Linked DNA regions of Oryctolagus cuniculus: region 1 is linked to region 2. Evidence: chromatin contacts called from public Micro-C data. All regions are on one chromosome and are shown on one strand. The core of a region is the stretch at or near the end of the contact, and the rest is flanking DNA. Distances in the headings are between cores, read along the strand shown. Region 1 overlaps LOC103350930 (a long non-coding RNA gene). Region 2 has its middle 17 kb from the start of TARBP1.

Region 1 (7,018 bases), core at 178-2,677, 550 kb after region 2:
CAGGCCAAAGGAGGGCCCAGGAAAGTGTCTGGAGATACCCCCCGCCCCACCTCCTCACCAGGCTGAGGGCTGACCTTGCTCTCAGGGGGCTGCTGGGGTTTTGCCTTTCATGCTGGTTGTAAGCACAAGCGTTTCTCGGTGCCCACTGGCTGGTTGGGTTTTGGCCTTGGCCTTAGCTCTAGAACAGCTTGGGAGAAACACAAGACCCTGACGTCTAAAGCCTCCCAGTCTAGCAGGCAAATCAAACAGGGCGGCCTGCTGGACGCCCCGAGGCACAGAAGCTCCGGCCGCGCGGTTGTCATCCCTGGCTTTTCAGTTCTACCCAGCACGGTCAGTGAGGAAGCGGAGCCACTCCAGCCTCAAACACAGCCGGTTTACTCCCTTTTGGCCTCTTCATTTCTTATTCTGCACAGTCAGTGTAAATGAGAAAGTGGGCCCAGTCATTTCTAGGAGCAATAAAAGTATGGAACTCTTAGCAAATCGCCCTTAATGAGGCCACATTCCATTCCTGGGTCACACAGAGAAAATGCGGATTGACAGTTTGACTCAGCACCTCTCCTGCCCTCTGGTAGGTGGCCCTTGGGAGCTGCGGCAAAAATGACAAGCCCAGGGCCCAGTGACAGTCAGGACTGCCTTGTAACACATACCAAGAAACACCGGGAGACACCCGAGCCTGGACTTCGCAGACGGCACAGAGCACACAAACACGGTGCCTTAGAATCCTCCCCAGAGGCTCTGTGACTTCAGCCTATCATATGACTTTGTTCTTAGAGCTACATTTTAACTGACAACGTTTAACAACAACTATGACTTATGGCCTTCTAAAATTGGCAGCAGAAAAATGAACTGAGGAAGTAATGGAAAAAAACCACAAATGAAGCCACTCTGTATTATGCACAATTTCTGTTGGGTTCTTTTTTTTTTTTCTTTCTTTCTGTATGTGTGTGTACGTGTGTGTGTGTGTGTGTGTGTTTTCAAATGGTAGAAAATATTTTCCAGATACACTGTCCTGGCGTTCCCAAGCACATATTTATGCCAAGTTTATAAAAAGCAGCTGCAGACAGGGTTGACTGAAAGGCTTGCTCTGCTGTCTGGCTTCCAGAAGGTGCTTCAGTTCTCACTGTGTCACCAGGATGCAGACTTACCTTCAAAACTCGCTGTCTGCAACCTGCATCTGAACAGGAACAAGCCGGTGGCTCAAAGAGACCTGGATGAATGTTCTAAGTTTTCATTATCACACTTCTGATTTGCAAGGTGCTTGAGTCATGTGTTGTTACCATGTTCAAAATCCTCACACAGACACAGAAAGGAAAGTGTTCCAAGATTCGTTTGACAAAAACTGGATGGCTCAGAGGGGCAGGGTGGCGTGAGCATGCCCAGCGGCTTTTCCAAAAGCCCCCACGGGTGGGTTCCTGACAACCTGCCTTTCCATCCACTGGCCCTGGGTTCAGCAAGGTGCCCTCTCCAGTGGCGTCTCTCTTTAAGGCTGTGGGTTCATCACTGCCCACCTCCAACAACTCAGGGACTCCTCAGCAGCTGTCCTCAGCTCCTGCACCCAAATCCTCACTCCCTTGCTGCAGGTTTTCTCACTGGCCTGGGGTGGGGACTCCCTTTACCCCCTCCCCCACTACTGGGATTAATGAAGACAATAATAACCTGCTTTGTAGCTCCCCTGGGGGTGACTAATTGGCTAATCTTGGGAAGGCCCTTTGAAGATGAAAAGCCAGGTATTACTCATGGGGTTGAAGGCATGCACCTGCCCCAGTCTGGGCCTGAGTCAGCAGAGAATGGCCTCCCACCTGCAAGCAAGCTGTGCAGGCCGGCCTGGGCCCCTGCTCAAGGTCAGGGTTGGCCAAACCGAGGTCTATGCAGAGAGCCCCTAACACCTCTCAAGCAAGAGGCCTCGGACGGCCTGGGCAGGGTGAGCCCCTCCGGCTCTGGGAGCTGCCCCATCAGCCTTGTATAGCACCAGAGCCTTGGAATAACTCTGCCAGGAGGTCAGCACACGTCAGGAGTATCAGTCAAGACAATATTTCCTGGTCATTGTTTGGGGAAATGCTTTTCTTTCAGCAAATTCCTCCCAAGCAGCGGCATTTTCTCCTTCCTCTCTCTGGAGTCCAGGGGCAGCTGGTGGGGGCGGTGGGTGGTGCTTTGGGAGCTGAGGTCTGGGGGCAGCTGGGCCTGTCCTCTTCCCTAGCTTGCGTCTCCTGAGCCTGCTCCCCACTTGTCTCTCGGGGAAGAGGAAGTGGCCTCAAGAACGGGGAACCCAGAGGCCCAAGTAAGTAGATTACCGCAAGGGTCCCTCCTGACCAAGCCACCACCCACCCTTGACCCGGGCGAGGGGGATTTTGACACAGTGGCAGCTGGGAAGCCAAGAACAGACTGCCTCTCAGCCCTGCAACTTAATGCCAAGATTCCTGGGCCAGAGACCCTGCTTCCTGCCTCTCTGCACATTCCTGCCATTCCTCCCCTGCACCTTCTCCCACTGCCTCCTCTCAGCTCTCTCCCCACTGCTGTTTTCTTCTTTCTTCTGGAAAACAAGTCACGTGGCCAGAAGGATTCCAGGCACTTCTTTCTCTTTCAGAGGCCCAAAGTCTTATCAGGTTTTCATGGCCTTTCCTTCTCCTGCAGATTATCTGCCGGAATGATGGAGGCCCCCAAAACACCCAGAATATAACCCCCCCCCAAAAAAAAAAAAACAGATGGAAGGACAAGCGCATGAGGGCAGGAAACAGGGCGGCGGCGGGGAGGAAGGGGTGCTCCTGAAACTGCACCCAACCGTGGATCCGACGGCGGGGCAGGTGGGGTGGGGGGGGACCAGGCTAAGAAGTGATTCTGCTGTGTTTGGGAGGAGGCAGGTGGAAATGGGAGTTTGGAGACAATCAGGACTGAGGAGACGGTTTCTGGGGAAGCAGCCTCTTTTCTCCAGTTCTCATAGTGCCATCAAGTGGCTCAGGGAAAAGGTGCAGAGCAGCCGATGGCCCAGCTGAGCTGTGAGACAGGGACAGGGGCCGCCTTGAGCACCCTACAGGGCCCAGCACATCTTTCCCTGGAACTGTCTGCAAGGAGGTGGGCAGATCTCTCCGGGGTGTACGTGCAAATATAATGTGGGATAACCTAAGAGCTACAGTGAGCCAAGTACTGTCTTCCTTCAGGACGTTTTATGGCGTCATCCTGCCCTGCTGGGATGTCCCCTGAGCCTGCGTTAGACGGAAGTCACCTGCCCACGAGACACAGTGGAGCATGTTTCCGATCTGAGGCACGGTCGGTGACCACAGCAAGCTCAGACCCTGGTCCATGTTGGAAGGAGAGCTGAGGACAAACGGATGTGGGGCAAGACCAGATGTGGCCTGCACACCAGCTGATCCATGAGCAAATTCCCAGCCATCCAGGGACACAAGTTGTTTTCTGGCATTCCACTTACTACCTATGCCTGTGTGCCTTTTTTTTTTTTAATTCTGCAAATCAAATCATCTTAAAAATATGAAAGTGGGGGCCAGCTTTGGAGCACAGCAGGTTAAGCTGCCATTTGCAAAGCTGGCATCTCATACTGGAGTGACAGTTCAAGTCCCAGCTGCTCCCTGCTAATGCTCCCAGACAGCAGTGGAAGATGACCCAAGTGCTTGGATTCCTATCACCCATGTGGGAGACCTGGATGGACTTCCTGGCTCCTGGATTTGGCCTAGACAGACCCTCGATGTTGTCGCCTTTTGGGGATTGAACAAGTGGATGGAAGATTACTCTCTGTCACTCTGCCTTTCAAATAAACAATTTTTTTTTAATATAAAGGTGGGAGGCCAGTCCTGTGGTGTAGTGGGTTAAGTTGTTGCCTGCAATGCCAGCATCCCATATGAGCACTGGTTTGATTCTCTCTGCTCCGCTTCCAATCCAGCTCTCTGCTATGGCCTAGGAAAGCAGCAGAGGATGGTCCAAGTGCTTGGGCCCCTGCACCCGTGTGGGAGACACAGAAGAAGCTCCTGGCTCCTGGCTTCAGCCTGGCTGTTGCAGCTATTTGGGGGGTGAACCAGTGGATGGAAATCCTCTCTCTGTCCCTCCCTCTCTCTCTCTGTAGCTCTGCCTTTCAAAAAAAAAAAAAAGTAATTTTTTAAAAAATTAAACTGGTTTTTAAATTTTTTTTTCGACAGGCAGAGTTAGTGAGAGAGAGAGAGAGAGACAGAGAGAAAGGACTTCCTTTTCCATTGGTTCATCCCACAAATGGCTGCCATGGCCAGCGCACTACACCGGCGCGTTGAGCCAATCCGAAGCCAGGAGCCAGGTGCTTCTCCTGGTCTCCCATGGGGGTGCAGGGCCCAAGTACTTGGGCCATCCTCCACTGCACTCCCGGGCCACAGCAGAGAGCTGGCGTGGAAGAGGAGCAACCGGGACAGAATCCGGCGCCCTGACCGGGACTAGAACCCAGGGTGGTGGCGCCGCAAGCGGAGGATTAGCCTATTGAGCCATGGCGCCGGCTTAATTCTTTATTAAAATAAATAAAAATCACATTCCTGAGGCCCAGGGAATGGGTGCAGAGTAGGCGGGACTTTGGCCCCCACCCCTTTACCAGAACAGCTCCTACTTTACCCGCCTTCTACGTTTCGCTTTTTGGTAAGATTTTATATGAACACAAGGTTCCACAGTATCCTGGTCACTTCTGCAGGGATCTGCCCTGCCGTGGCTCTCAGGGTGGTCCACGTCTACCACACAGGCAGCCTGGAGGCATTCACACCACTTTCAGGACTCCTGGCCCCAGTCCTGGACTGCTGTAGATTTTACAAGTGCTAGACACCAGCCCCGGGGGAGCACCTCTGATTCTCCCTCCCTGGAAACTGACACAGAGTCAAAATGGGCGGAAGCCAGCTTTGCCAGAGCCTGAATGGCCCCTGGGGGCAGCCACCTTGCATTGCCCAGTGGAGCTGCCCAAGGCACCAGCCTGACTCTCTCGTTCCCATGGTACTCTGCCTTGGGCACTGTGTTCTACAGCAGATGGGAGAGGTTGGGAGCTGTCCAGTGGCCATTATTCTTACAGGTACAAAAGGTTATACAGGTTTTTTGTGCATTCTTGCATTGAAACTCTGGCAGTATAGCACAGTGGTGGTCTTCATCAGCTATAGCCATGTTTGAGAAATAGGAGAGAACTATTTGAAATGTGGTGAGACAAAATAAGAACTTTGCCTGACTTTTTCTTCACAGACATGACTGCACCCACACGACTATATTTGACATAATATAGAAAATTTTTGCTACTCAAAGCATGGAACAAAGAGCAGCAGTGTTGGCCTTGCCTGGTGCATGTTCCAAGGCAGAATCTCAGGTCCAGTCTAGACCTAATGAATAAGAATCTGCAATTTAGACCTCAAGGAGACTCACACACTGTCATAGACCAGCAGTTCAGAAATGCCACTCGAAGGGCAGGTGTTTGATGCAGCGAGTAAGGTGCAGCTTGGAATGCCTATCTCCCATGTTGGAGAACCTGGGTTCGGTCCCAGCTCTGCTCTTGATTCCAGATTCCTGCTAATACACACTCTGGGAGGCAGCTATGATGCCTCAATAGTTGGGTCCCTTGCCGGACACATGAAACACCCAGGTTGAGTTCCTGGCTCCTGGTTTTGGCCTGCCCCAGTCCCAGCTGTTGTAGATAACTGGGGAGTGAACCAACAGGTGAAAGGTATCTCTCCCTTTCAACCTCCCTCCTCTGCCTTTCAAATAAATAAAATGAAAAGAAAAAGGAAGGCTTGCTCCTCACTGAGGCTGGGTGGGTGGTATTCCTGTTGGTCTGCAGTATGACAGTGGCTTTGCCTGCCACACACTGCTTTTCACCAATTTTATTCCCATCCTAATACCTTTTTGGCTGTAAAATATGCTTTGCTTTAGGAAATGAAAGTGATCATGGATGTCATTTTGTTTTGTCTTATGTCTTCACAAGGCAAAATAAAACTTGGTTACCTATGTCTACCCTGTTGTGGCCTACACCCACATGCATTTTGGCCACCCAACAGATCACAGCAAGACCACCCATGTGCGTGCAAAAAATATCACCAATGGTCAAAGCAAACTGGACACAAAATCTTATGAAAATGGCCCTAGCACTTCAGCCAGAAAAACAACTGTACGAAGACAGCCTTCATGGCTGAACACCCAAACATATCCATCTTGCTTTCTCTGTCATCTCTCCTGGAGAAAACAGGAAGTCATGCAGCACACAAGAACCAAGCAGAGGTGAGAAACTATGCCATGCAGCCAAGAGGGGCGATTTTCCTGAGTGAGGGCTGGGAGTGATTCTCTGCTACTCTGGGAAGAACGAAACTAGTGCCTGGCACAGCGAGAGTGCAGGAAGACTGGGAAGCCACTGGCCTCTGGGGCCCACAGAGAGATGGGAGCCACTGAATTCCACAGTCCCCAACCCTGCTTAGAGGCCAGCCCCTGCAAAGGCGCAAAGTCCTGGGATTCTCAGCATTCCACAGCCCAGCAAATAACAATGGCAATGGTTGTGGCATTTCAGAACAAGCTTGGAAATGCTTAAATGTCAAAAATGAATGATGCAGAAAGACTTGTGGGAGAAGGGAAGAGACAGAAGCTGAGCTGGGAAACAGCCAGGCAGAGGGGCACCAGAGGGACCGCTGGTTAGCGCGTCTGTGGACTGGAAAGTCTTTTCATACAGGGGTACTCAGAAGCCAGAAAACATCTTGAGCTGTCACAAGAAAGTGAGGTGGCAAAAATGAGCAGATTAATGCGGCGTGGCTTTGATGGCGGAGCTACCCTCTGATTTGTCGGACGATGTCACTGAGCAGGGTGTGCTGGTGTCCCAGCCCACCCCAGCCCAGCTAGACCCAGGCGAGGTCTCTGAAGCCACACACAACAGCAAGAGGCCCTGAGGAACCAGCCAGCTCCCACACGGAAGGTCAGATCTGTCACTGGACTCCCATGGGCCCCGCGGGCCCCTCCAGCAGGGAAGGGACACAGTGGTGGTGGCCTCTCTGAGCCCATCCTCACCTGGGTGATGATGCACCCTGCATGTCCA
Region 2 (6,628 bases), core at 3,788-6,287:
AGAGAGTTACAGACAGTGAGAGAGAGACAGAGAGAAAGGTCTTCCTTCCGTTGGTTCACCCCCTACATGGCCATTACGGCCAGCACGCTGTACTGGTCCGAAGCCAGGAGCCAAGTGCTTCCTCCTGGTCTCCCATGCGGGTACAGGGCCCAAGCACTTGGGCCATCCTCCACTGCCTTCCTGGGCTACAGCAGAGAGCTGGACTGGAAGAGGAGCAACCGGGACAGAATCCAGCGCCCCAACCAGGACTAGAACCCCGAGGTGCCAGCGCCGCAGGCGGAGGATTAGCCTAGTGAGCTGCGGCGCCAGCTGTTTCTTCTTCTAAACAATTGTAGTAACAAGCACATAATGTAGCACCTTTGCCAGTGCTGGGGCATTGAGGCAGTTTACAGTGTTGTGCAACCATCTTGCAAAACTGAAACTCCATTAAACACTAACTCCAATCTCTCACCTCCGCCCGCCCCTGGCCACCACCATTCCACCCTCGTTTCCATGAATTTAAGGATGAATTTGATGATGTACCTTATATTAGTGAAGTCACACAGCATTTGTCCTTTGGTGTCGGGCTTATTTCACTTAACATTATGCTATAAAATGCATCAGAATTCCCCTTGTGTGGCTCCAGCATGCTTTGCTTATCCCTTAGACACCTGGATTGCTTCTACTCTGTGAACAATGCTACCGTGAACATTGGTGCCTTGGGTTATCCTGTGTGTATCCTCCAAAGCTGGGTTTTGATCTCCAGTTCAGGGGGCGATAACTGCACTAAACCCTACTTGAGTTCAGTAACACAGTAGTGGCACAGTCACTGCCACTCCAGTGAGACAGGAAAATGCCCTCGCTCCCTCCCTCTCTCTCCCTCTCTTTCTATCTCTCTCCCTATCTCTGCACCCTCTTTCTCTCTCTCTTCTCTCTCCCTTCTCTCTCTCTCTCTCTGCAGCTTTTACCCAAATGGGTGAATAGAGGTGACTGATATGGAGAGAGCTGGTTAGCAGGACTGGGTAAGGGTTTCAGGTTAATTCAGTAGAAGATGGAGAATAATGGAAAGGTTTTTGTCTGTTTCCTTGCTCAGTTAATTGCTTGTTTCATTCTTTAGTTTGTTAAAAAAATGTTTTTAATTAAATTAAAAATAGACAGAATGACCTGAACTGAATTGGGTTGCAGAAAAATGACGCTGGAGTCCCTACACAGGATGAAGGGGGATGGGGTGGGGGCCTGGAGACAGAGGGCCCAGATTGGGGGTGGGGGGGCATGGCACTAGCTTGGGTAAGAACAAAGACGAGGCCTTAAATGATGTGAAAGGAGAGGTAGGCACAACCAAAGCCCACCTGCTAGCGGCTGACCCGGATTTCAGGGTAGCCTGGTCTCGGAGCCTGCTCTGGGCCTCTGCCTCTGCTTCTGCGTGAGCAGCCTCTTTGGAGAGAAGGTACCGCCTCCTCTCAGGGATCTGTCCTTTAAGGACCAGGGCGTCTTCCCCAGCCCCCGCTTCCTTGTGACCAAAGGGAAAGCACCCTGGAGAGCCAGGGAGCCCAGGCCAGCTCTCAGGGCTGTGTGCAACGGTCTTTGAAGGACAGAGTCTAGCAGTAGGAGCCCCCGCTGGGCAACCCGGGGAGCCTCTGGGCCGCTCGGGCCCTTCAGCTATTTTTAGTGTGCCTTTTAGATTGGAACCAGCAGCATTCTGTGCAAACTCATTTCTCTCCGCTTCCCTCAGGCAGAAAATTTCAATCCTAAACCTTGATGCTAAATGACACAGTGTTTGAGAATTTAGCTTACTTTTTCCCCTCATTGTCACGAGGCTATTCAAACCCCCTAAGTATGCTAACAGCTCCCAATTTTACAGTCTCTGTTTGAGCAACAGCCAAACAGCAATTACTAGGGTCCTGAACTGTGTGGAGACCGCGCTGTCTAGCTGGGGGCAGGGTGTGCAAAGCTGTACACTAATTAAGGGGTAGACCTCAGGCCCCCAGCCCACCTGCATAATGTAGCACCCTCAGCTTGAACATCAGCACCCTCTGAGAGGTCCTGGGATCCAGGCTTCACCTTATAAGGTTATTTATTTCAAAAGAATTCTTTGAGAATATGAGGTATCTGGCTTTAAAAAAAATCTCCATCTTAGCATCTCACACTTGGTACTATTAGAAATTCTAACAGAAATCGAGCCACGTGCCAATAGAAACATTAATATTTCATTGACTTACTCTTCTTCACACTACCCACTGCAAGAAGACAACTCACAAATAGCTATAATTGGCTTCTCTCTGAAGTCCTGAAGAAATATCTGGAAGAATGGGACACAAAGCTGGCCACATGCTTCACTGGGAACTTACTGTCCCAATTTTGTTTTGAAAATTGTCAAACCTAAAAAGTTGACTGAATTGAACAACATCCAAGGACATCCTGTGGCCTCTACCTGAATTCACCAGCTGTTCATCTGTTCATCTTTTATCATTCTCTCTCTCTCTCTTCCCCAAGATGACATTTGTGTATGTACATGTATGCATGCTGGTTAGAAGTCATTTGTAGGCTCCATGAATGCTTCTGAGAGAAAACCATTGTCCTTCCTAACCCCAGTGCCATGATTACACTCAAGAAGTCTAACATTGAGATACTAAAAGACAATTTTTAAAAAATACAAAAAGTATGACTCTTCTATAGATACAAAATTAACACATTGAAGGTTGTATTCAACTCATTATTTTTTAAAGTGTTATTTATTTATTTATTTGAAAGACAGTCACAGACACACACACACACAGAGAGAGAGAGAGACAGACAGAGAGACAGAGCAGTAGCCAAAGAGCTTTCCATCCACTGGTTCACTTCCCCAGTGGCTACAATGGCCAGGTCAAAGCCAGGAGCCAACAGCTTCTTCTGGGTCTCACACATGGGTGCAGGGACCCAAGCACTTGGGGCATCTTCCACTGCTTTCCCAGGCACTCTAGCAGAGAGCTGGATCATAAGTAGAGCAGCCAGGACTAGAACTGGAGTCCATATGGGATGCCGGCATCACAGGTGGCAGTTTAACCCCTTCCACCACACACTAGCCCCTCAACTCATAACTCAGGAGGGAACCATAGGATGTTACAACCAGTTCAAAAGAGTAGCCGAGGAAGAGACATGTGTATCTATGAGGACACTGAATGGAGGAAGCAAAGTGAGGCGAAATCGCCAAGGATGAGTGCATCGCTGTGCAGCCGCTCAAAGGCAACGGGAAGTGTAGAGTTCCTACTGGAGTCTAATTCGAGAATCCTGAGTGTGCTCCAGCCCAGGGTCAGCCATCCTTTTCCATAAAGGGCCAGACAGTGAACGTGTTGGGCTTTGCTGGCCACCGGTTTGTTAGACCTACATAAGTCTGCTGCTGCATATGGCAGTCGCACACGGTGGGCGTGTGAAGGAATGAGAACACGTGACAGTTGGATCCGCCCACTTTCTGTATTTGCTAACTCTAAACAATGCGTCCTTTCCACGGAGTCAGAGTAGATAGGAAAATAAGGTGTTGGTTGCCTTGGGCTGAGTTGTGTCCCTCCAAAATCCCTACGTTGAAGTCCTGATCCCCAGCTTATCAGAATGTGACTGGAGGGGCCAGCGCTGTGGTGCAGTAGGTTAATCCTCTGCCTGCAGTGCCGGCATCCATCTGGGTGCCGGTTCTAGTCCTGGCTGCTCCACTTCCAATACAGCTCTCTGCTATGGCCCAGGAACACAATGGAAGATGGCCCAAGTCCTTGGGCCCCTGCACCTATGTGGGAGACCAGGAGCTTCAGACTGGCCCAGCTCCAGCTATTGTGGCTGTTTGGGGAGTGAACCAGCGGATCAAAGACCTGTCTCTCTCTCTCTCTCTCTCTCTCCCTGTTTCTCCCTCTCTCTGGCTGTAGCTCTGCCTCTCAAATAAATAAATCAAATCTTTATTTAAAAAAAAAAAAAAGAATGTGACTAGAGTTGGAGATGGGGCTGTTAAAGAGGTGATATGGGCATCAAGAGGCCATTAGGACTGGCCCTGACACAGTGGGGCTGATGTCCTTGGGGGAAGAGGACATCAGGACACAGATGCACACAGAGGGGTAGTCCTGGCTGGACACAGGGAGCAGACGACAGCTACCAGCCGAGGAGAGAGAGGCCTGGGAAGGATCCAACCCTGCCGACATCATGGCCTGAGGCTTCCGGCCTCCAGAACCCTGACCTGAGCCCAACCTCCCACCCTGTGGCATTTTGTTGTGGTAGCCCTAGCAGACGGAGGCTCACATCTTCCAGTTCTGAACAGACAGCTACGTGATCAGCAGGCGCGTGAGTGGCACAGACCAAAGCTTTCTCTGAAGTTGTTGTATCTGCAAGATGTCCTTCTGAGGCAGAGGTGCGCCTGTAACCCCGAGTTTCCCAAGTTTTGAATGCCTTTTCTAAAAATCCTGATTAATAAAACGATTCTTGGAATACACGCTGGAAACACAAGTATGGGCCCAAAAAGTGGGGCGGACTTCTGAGGATGTGAAAACGCCTGTGGACCAAGCCTCGGGAAGTGCGGGATGCAGAAGCCTGGAGAAGAGTGGGTTCAGCAGGGGAGAGAGGGGGGCTCAGACCTGTGGGGTCACTAGGGAGGGGCCCAGGTGCTCCGTGCTGGGTACACCCATCGTCCCTGTGTGGACGACGACCTGCGGTATTGAGTATCCAGCTGTAGGATAAGGAACAGAGTACAGAACATGAGGCTTTCAGCAGCTTCCTTCGGGGCCTGGCGATCACTTCCCACAGAACTTAAAAGCCCACAATGGACTCCTGTGAATTCTGTCAATGGGGTAAAAGCCCGGATGATGCGCGCAGTGTCAGCTCCGAGCCACCAGATGGCGCGCGCAGTCCACCCTGCACCTGAGCCCGGCCTGCGTCTGTGCCAGCAGTGGCCCAAGGCCTTAGGAAATGTGTTACCGTGTCTCTTAAGGAGTGCCCTGCAAGGTGGTTTTTTAGAAAGCTCCTCTTCAGAGAAACATGTGAAACTCCACACTGCACAGCTGTGTACTTCCCGCTCTTTCCCTCCTGGGGACTCGCCAGCCGCATTTCCCGAGTCTGAAGAGTTTCAAAGCCGTGGAGTCTGTTCATTTGTTCTTAGGAACTGGAGACAGGGAGCACCGAGCTTCCGTGTTGAAGCCCACAGCGCCGAGGAAGCACAGTCGTGAAGGAAAAAACACCTCCTGCTAGCGCAGTGAGACATAAGATTTGTACGTAATCCCAAACCTCAGCCTTGAAGAGTTAATGATGTTATTCATGCCACTGGGGCATGAGAGACAGACTTGCGTGTTTGGGTGGTTACTGCTTGCCCAGAGCGGTGGAATGAGCCACAGGCTGAAGGCCAAGAGACTCAGGCCACCCATGCAGTGAAATAATCCCCCAGCAATGCAGTGCCCAGAGTGGAAATGAAAGTCAAGGGAATTGCTCCTGCAAGGCGTTCAGCAAATGTTCGGGGTAGCCACCCAGTCTGCAGCTGGCCCAGCTCTCGGTGCTGCACGTCTCAGCCCTGGGGTGGCACTGAGAGAGCAGGAAATGGTCGGAACCGAGCAATCGGATCACTCAGCTTGCGGAGTTTTGGGTCTTGAGCAGGGAACTCTGTTCTTATGTCCGGTTCCAACAGCAGTGAATAGTTAATAAGCTGGTTTGGAATGGAGAGTGCATTGCACTGGCTGGAAGGAGCCTTCAACAGGGCTTCTGACAGTCGCTGTTTATTTCCTTCTCTTTTTCCCTTTTTTGGAAGTAGGACCTGGGAAGGGCAGACAGACGCGATATTCACATCCATCATGTCCTAAGTTTTTGATGCATCCGAGACCTACAGGAAGAGAACGCGGTGGACTGGAACAAGTACCCTGGCGGGCACATACTCTGCATGCCGGGTGCTCTGTTCCACTGGCGTATGTCAGTCGCTCCTGGCGCTGATGTGGCCCTTGGCATTGGCCCAGGTTTTCACCTGAGAAACCCACGTTCAGAGAGGTTAAGCAGCTTGCCAACGTCGCACAGCTCGTATGCGTGAGAGCTAGGAGGTGGGATCCAGTAGGTCCCTGACTTCAACACCCGGGTTTGTTTTCCTTCACTCAAGCATTTCGTGGATTCCCAGTGAATTTCCTCGGCAGGAGGAGGGACCGACCCAGGAAAGCATTTAAAGGAATGTGAAAATAGAGCTCACATCCCGTCTGCAGCATTGTCCCCGAGGGAAAGCTAAACCACTGTGACTGTGCCCGGAGCCCAAAAAGTAGGAGCAAGACTTCGGAATTCAGACAGAGAGCCTAAAATACATGCAATAGATTTGATTTCCGTTTTCTCTAAAAATGGGACACACGTGTGTGTATTTTTAACAGGCTGCAAGAGGACCAAAGACGACCCTAAGGCATCAGCACAGTTGTCCCCGCCGCCCAGCTGGAAGGCGCACAGGCGGAGACAAGTGACCAGGAGAGCCAGGCGCGCGGTGGCGTGGGAGGGATCTCTGGCATTTCTGAGGACGCCTGTGTCGTGATTAAAATCCGGTCAAAGGAATGCTGCTAGCTCAACGGCCATCCCGCAGGCCCAGCCAGTGTTCCCAGCGGGATGAGGCGTGGTATACACATGCACACACACACGCGCGCGCACGTGCGCACATGCATGTGCACCCACACCCACG

What was found. Hi-C and Micro-C count contacts between places; a contact is called where the count stands out from the background.
Region 1: a Micro-C map of ear pinna shows a contact between it and region 2, with 11 times the contacts expected there. The contact joins two enhancer-like sites. A contact is called at or near these places in 5 of 6 Hi-C or Micro-C datasets (ear pinna, embryonic fibroblasts, psoas muscle and 2 more).

Annotation. Positions count from the first base shown.
Region 1 is chr13:54,352,739-54,359,756 of mOryCun1.1, forward strand. The region is part of intron 1 of LOC103350930 (a long non-coding RNA gene); the gene reads right to left. Among named protein-coding and RNA genes, the nearest start is that of TOMM20, 43 kb to the right of the region's middle. Within about 2 kb of position 1,428, at least 4 of the 8 cell types and tissues checked have an H3K27ac peak or open chromatin away from gene starts, as enhancers often do. A contact at or near this core is called in ear pinna, where this site is marked.
Region 2 is chr13:53,799,289-53,805,916 of mOryCun1.1, forward strand. No RefSeq gene overlaps it. Among named protein-coding and RNA genes, the nearest start is that of TARBP1, 17 kb to the left of the region's middle. Within about 2 kb of position 5,038, at least 4 of the 8 cell types and tissues checked have an H3K27ac peak or open chromatin away from gene starts, as enhancers often do. A contact at or near this core is called in ear pinna, where this site is marked.